Linked DNA regions of Drosophila melanogaster: region 1 is linked to region 2. Evidence: chromatin contacts called from public Hi-C data. All regions are on one chromosome and are shown on one strand. The core of a region is the stretch at or near the end of the contact, and the rest is flanking DNA. Distances in the headings are between cores, read along the strand shown. Region 1 holds the start of Snx27 (Sorting nexin 27). Region 2 holds the start of Usp16-45 (Ubiquitin specific protease 16/45).

Region 1 (3,398 bases), core at 8-2,507, 320 kb before region 2:
GTTTCAAGAACACTTTGCTTTGATTTTAGCCAAAACGAATAGAGAACGTAAAAAACAAAAGCGATGACCCTTCAAAAACAGATATATATGTGTATGTTTATATACATATATGTATATAGAGGATATTACATAAATCGGGTCAGCGTTTTATTATTAAAAAGAATTGTATTACCTTGTATTTCCTTGAATCCTCCAATATATTATTTGCTATTATGTTATGTTTATTTTATAAAATATTTATGCGAATTGTAATGTGAGCATAGCCTGTAGAAAGGCAGACAAAACGATAAGCGAAAACGTACAGTTTGTTATATACATATAGAAAAACAAGAAAAAAGTAATACATTTTTGCACTATTTTTTTACGTGTATGTTTGTATGCATGGCCTGTGAGTAATTGAGATATAACAAAAACGAAAAACACAAAGAGAAAACGTTTACTAGTAGTTAGGCGGCGGGCAGTGTTTTAGAACTGCTTCATTATTAAATAATGATGTACAATTTAGAGTCTGCGTATTTAACAAATTTCATAAGACAACCACCACAACAGAATCAACAGAGCAGCAGCAAAGCAAACTGAAATCAATACGAAATCAAACGAAAATAAAAAGAGGAGCATTGCATTCAAGTTTCATGTGTTGGGTGGAAATATCTAGGGTACATCGCAAAAACCATATATTTTCTCATAAGGCATACCCTTTCAGCTTCCCTCCACTCCCCCTGCCCATACAAAAGCGTCGGCGACCATGCCCCATGTATGAATGATCCCTTCTCGCGGTCGCAGTCGCTCCTCCAAAGCCTTTTACTTTTACCCATTGCATCATTTAAGACCATCTAATTTGGGGGATATAAGTTAACGTCTTTGGCTTTGGAACGTTTTAGAACAAGTTTTTCTTAGCTTTTAATGAAAGACTATTTATCAAACATTTTAATATTATTTTATTGTAATTATTTGCATTATCATTAAATTTTCCTCGATTTAATTGATGCAAATATGCGTTGCACGAATTTTTTGAATTAAAATTGTACCGTTAAATTTTCGAATTTGCATTCGGTATTATGTCGAGTGGGTTTGAAAAATAACGGATTAAAATACCGTATGGTATTTTTAAATCACAAAATATCACAAAAATACTAAAAAGTGGCTGCTCATATTTGCGTTCGTCACGCTCGCGGCCGACGATAGTAGTGTTGCACAGCACCGATAGCTATCGATTAACGGCCAGCTGATCTGCTCTCCCGATGGCTCAGTCGTAATCGGTCCGCCAGTGCGATAGGACGCCAGCGATACATCGACTGGCAGTTACTGCGATACACTCAATGTTATCGGAAGTCTGCGCTACGAGTATCAACACAGAGAACAGACCAACTAACGGAACAAAAATGCGCAGCGCGAAAATAAAATAAGGAGCGAAAACACAGGCGTGTGTTAAATAAAATAAGCCACATAAATAATAAATTTTTTTTCGGTGTGTGCGCGTGTATGTGTGTGCGAACGAAAGAGCAGCCAGAGGAGTTTCGGTGGAGCGCAGTTCACAGCGGTGAAGCGGATTGAGGGAGGAGCGTAAAAAGTAAAAGTGGCGGTGCCTGTCTCTATACGTGTGTGTGTGTGTTGTGCTGTGTGTGTGCCGAAAAGAAGTTGCAGAAAACATTACGCAAAATAAAAGAGCGAAATAACCATAACACAACAAAAGATATTGTGCAAACAACACAGCGCTGCTGTGAGTCGGAAAGCAGGAACGTCGGAAAGGGGCAGCAGCAGCAGCAGTAGCGTAGGAGGAGGAGGAGGTGGAGAGGGGTGTGCGGTGGAGGCAGAAGAGCAGCCATCACCACTGAGTGCGAGCGAGAGCGAACGACCGGCGCAATGAGCATCGTTGGCGAAAACCATCCCCTCCCAACCCCAACCCCCGCCAGCGCCGTAGTCACCGCATCATCGGGCGGCGGTGGGGGCGGCGCGGTCGTCATGGGCGTCGGCGTAGGCGTGACCACAGCGAATGGACCCCGTGTCGTCACCATTTACAAAACGGAAACGGGCTTCGGCTTCAATGTGCGCGGCCAAGTTTCCGAGGGGGGTCAACTGCGCTCGATCAACGGCGAGCTGTACGCCCCCCTTCAGCACGTGAGCGCCGTCCTTGAGAATGGGGCGGCCGAGAAGGCGGGCATCAAGAAGGGCGATCGCATCCTGGAAGTGTAAGTACCACCCACGTTACATAGACTAGTTTTCATATTTTGGGAGCTCAAAGAGCTGATATCACACTACTATCAGATGTATCATCGAAATTGAGTTTAAAACTATTCAATGAACCATTAAACTCGCCTCAGTAATTGCATTCTAAAACTAGTTTTCATCCCCAAAGTGCGACGTACTTACCTTTAATTGCCTTCAACTTCATAAAGTCCTTAGAATCATTATAAGCGAGTTGAAAACCTGCCTTTGACCACTTCGTCTATTTGCAACTAAAGGCATGTGCTAATTGTCACTAATTGGGAAAATGTGCACAAGTTACTTGCTGTTAAACACGTTTAACTAATGCCTACCTCTTATTAAATTATAGCTTGAATTTTAGTTTTCGAAACACGAGGAAGTTTATTTTGGCACCGAGTGGGAAAAGAAAACCTCACAGAGTTTGTAAATATTCAAAAGGCAATCTGAAGAGTGAGCTCTTTAAGCTTATGGCTCATGGTGTTGGTATTTTTTTGGGGGGTGCCCAGGGGTTAAGTAAGCGAAGTTAACCCCACGAAGAGCTTGCATGTGCGACCTCTGACCCCGCCCACTTTTTTTTATTGGTCGTTCTTTCTGCTGGAGTAGTGGGCGTGTTGAAGTTGGAGTTGGAAGTGGAGGTGAATTCGTAGTGGGTCAGAAATGCCCGGGAATATCAATAAACACTGCTACCTGCTTGGTGTTTGGTGGTTGTTGTTGGATTTATCCACACATTTCAGGGGGTTGCTACCGCGTTAATTGGGTTAAAAAAGCGAGAAAGCCCCAAAAGAATATGAGCTATATTGGTCATCCATATCATATACATATGTACATATCTTATAATTCATATACATATATTATTAAAACAAAATAAGTGTGTACGATTAGATAATGGCGCGATTTCTGCAAACTTAGTATTTCATTTTGGTTATGAAATGATATTGGGGCTTATCGTTTTCTCGGAATTCCTGTTCAAATAACACTGAAATAAGGAACTACATATGTATGATGATGGAGAAATATGAGTCAGTGGAACGTGTTGATAAGGAAACCGCATTTATCAATTACTTTTTCGCTTGATGAATGAAAATGTTTTCGTTACGAAAATGGATGTTTAATGGAGGCTATCGCATTTCTGTTTGCCATTTTCCCCTTTTAATTTGAACTAAAGGTGCTCTTTTATTATTCCTCCTTTTTCT
Region 2 (2,975 bases), core at 263-2,762:
GCTTAAGTGAACTAGATCCCTGCTCACCTGGTAGTGTTCTAAGGCGTGCTTGTGGCGTGCCCTCCCGCACAGCTGGCTGCCGCACTTGAGGCACAGCCACAGGGTGTTGTCAAATTCGAAGGTGACCGGATTTCCGCCAGGACCGACAGCTCCTTCACTCGCTCCCGCTCCCGCAGCGCTGCCCGCTGTCTTGCCCAGCTTCTGACATTGGCTGCACTCGTAGAGTAGACCCGTGGACTTCAGTAGACGCCTTAGTCGGGCCGCGTCCACCGCCTTCTTGATGTGCTGGCAGCTGGCGGTGGTGGGGGTGGCGCCATCCGACTGACCGGGCGAGCCGAGTCCTTTTCGATGATGCAGATCCTCATTGCCGGAATCCGTTGAGCAATCGTGGTCGCGACTGTCCGCCTGACGCTTCTTTACCATGGCAAGGTAGCTGCTTGGCCTTGGCCTCCTTGTGGGCGCGCTCTGGAAGGAATATGTAGCGTTCCAATCACAGATTCAAATCTTCGAATTGCTTCGAATGCAATCGTTATAGTCACAACCCTGCTGCTGCTCTTCCGATTCGGCTATCGATGTGTATAACTGGCAACGGGATTGAATTCGATTGGAACTCGCACCGACAGACTGACCCTATTGGCTTTGTTTGCTTTGTTGTCTTTCGTCACGTTTGGAACTGTGACCCAGGATTTGAGGTTAAGTTCGTCGCCCCGCTGCCAGCCAGCGAAATTGAGTGCCCCCGCTGTTTGACCACCCAAACATACATACATATATGTATTACCCTTTTTGCGATGATTTCTCGAAAATCCAAAGGACCCCGAACTCATACACGCACCCAACCAATCAAGCCCATACGCACGCACACATAGACACGAACTGTGATTACCCCCACACACATGCACAACAGGATCTGAGTAGTACCTTGAATTTACTCGCTGCGATATGCGTTGCACGTAAGCACACAACATATATGTTTTACAGCACTTTTATGCACTTTTTTTTATTCGTATATGCGTAAATAGAAAACGTGAACGACGTGACCAAGTGTGACCGTTGCTTATTTGGGTCGCAACTCCCGCGTGTGGTCAATTTCAAATTTTTAGGCTGTTGCTTCACCTCTCTGTTCGATGGCTTCCTCTTCTTCTGACCGCAATGGTATTCAAGTTTGGAACAACAACAATGTGCAAGTTCAAAGTCAGAAAATGACAAATAACCGAAAGGCACACAAAAAACAATCCTAAACATGTTTGCTTGCATGCCGAGACACGCACATACATCAATATTCATGTATAAACAAGCTTACAGTGTAGGAAATATAAAAAATTACAAAACTAGAACTGTGATTACCCACACACATGCACAACAAGATCTGCCTACTACCTTAAATTTACTCGCTGCGATATGTGTAGCACATGAGCACACAACATATATGTTTTATAGCACTTTTAGGCGCTTTTTATTCGTTTATGCGTAAATAGAAAACGTGAACGACGTGACCAAGTGTGACCGTTGCTTATTTTCGTCGCAAATCTCGCGTGTGGTCAATTTGAACCGTTGTCAGAAACTATAGGGTCTCGAAACATGTGCAAATAATTCATTTATATCATTCAACTTATGCTGCAAATAATTGCTATTATTATTATTTTAATTAATTATCCACACTGCTTATGTTCTTCGCTCAAACAGGAGGTAATTAAATCATTGAAGGGATTTCAAAAATCTATGTATGCATTCACTACTAACTAGCTTGGTCTTTTTTTTATTTTGCGCCGCTTTATAAATTTAAAAAAATATCATTTGGAATTACACACATCACTGTGTTAAATTAAAAAGAAGATTTTTAGTGATTGTTTTCTTTGAGATATTGAAGTCGCTATCTGCTCCTATATAAATATTATTTCGAAATTATCGATTTATAGTGCGCTATACTGACAAAAAATAGGCTGAAATTCGCATGAACAAGCATATTGTGGTAAGACAAAATGAAATCAGAACTTCCCAAGAACTACGTTGGAAAATTACAAATGCCCAAAAGTATTGCTCCACAAAATATCGTAACGAAATATCGCGAAATTTGCAACACTTTTGTGCACATTCGGTGGCAACGCCGCCTAAGAAAATACCTATTGCCCCAATCGATACCTATCGATGAGCGTGGGCAGCCCTGTTTGTGCATGTGCTGCCATTCGATTTGATAACCAGCACTCCGTGCACACGTTTTTCGGCTTTCTAGAAATAATTGGGCTGCGATTCAAACTGTGAAGTGATTTTTTCTATATTTTTTTTTTGTGTGCACAAAGGCTCTTGTAATTCGAGGATTTGGCCATCGCGAGTGCGGGTGATTAAGCAGGCAGCTCCGATTGCCAGAGTTTTGCGGATGCATGGCAACACTGCCGCACGCCGGCCATGTTATTGTGATTTGTAAAAGGTGGAACGTAGACACGTGTTTAATTCGTGCAGCACTTTAGCGTTGAGAAAACGACAGTAAATCGCCAGCAAATAAGCAAAAACAATACACAACTCGCGTGTGCAGTAGATAGCTTTGAAAGCACCCAAAGATAGTGAGCAAAATAAGTTACCCAAGCGGTTCACAAAGGTAAGAAATCGCAGCACGCGGAACATAACCTAGTACAAAAAAAGTGCGTGTGTGTGTTTGCCAAAACAGAGAGATGTGACGGAAAATGGTGTCATGTTCTGTTCTGTGTGGATTTGTTCCAATGTCCGTGTCTTGAGCTCTATTCGCACCTCTTTCCCGGTACCATAGCCAACGTTTTAACTACCTTTTTTTTGTCAACTTTTTGTTAAGTGTATGACTCTGCCTTGCCGCTGTTGTTGTTGTTCCGGCAAAGTGACAGTAAGTGGTTATGGAAAAAATTTGGAGTTCAATTCGGCGATTACACAATGACAGCACTCACACACACACACACCCACAATCGCACGCATACACATGCCGAGCATAAGTGCGTCTGTGTGTGTTA

What was found. Hi-C and Micro-C count contacts between places; a contact is called where the count stands out from the background.
Region 1: a contact with region 2 is called in a Hi-C map of the Kc167 cell line, with 3 times the contacts expected there. The contact joins the promoter of Snx27 here to the promoter of Usp16-45 in region 2. A contact is called at or near these places in 25 of 107 Hi-C or Micro-C datasets (the D17-c3 cell line, the Kc167 cell line, the ML-DmBG3-c2 cell line and 8 more) and 1 of 6 datasets of contacts at active chromatin or transcription factors (the Kc167 cell line).

The regions. Positions count from the first base shown.
Region 1 is chrX:5,735,890-5,739,287 of dm6, reverse strand. Snx27 (Sorting nexin 27) reads left to right here and starts at 1,257. Exons shown (of 6, transcript NM_167045.3): 1 at 1,257-2,189. The coding sequence starts at 1,864. IntS6 (Integrator 6) reads left to right here. Exons shown (of 2, transcript NM_132025.3): 2 at 1-625.
Region 2 is chrX:5,420,070-5,423,044 of dm6, reverse strand. Usp16-45 (Ubiquitin specific protease 16/45) reads right to left here and starts at 1,512. Exons shown (of 5, transcript NM_167037.2): 1 at 1,378-1,512; 2 at 28-465. The coding sequence starts at 423. It overlaps spoon (spoonbill), which reads left to right and starts at 2,709. Exons shown (of 5, transcript NM_167034.2): 1 at 2,709-2,851. The coding sequence starts at 2,807.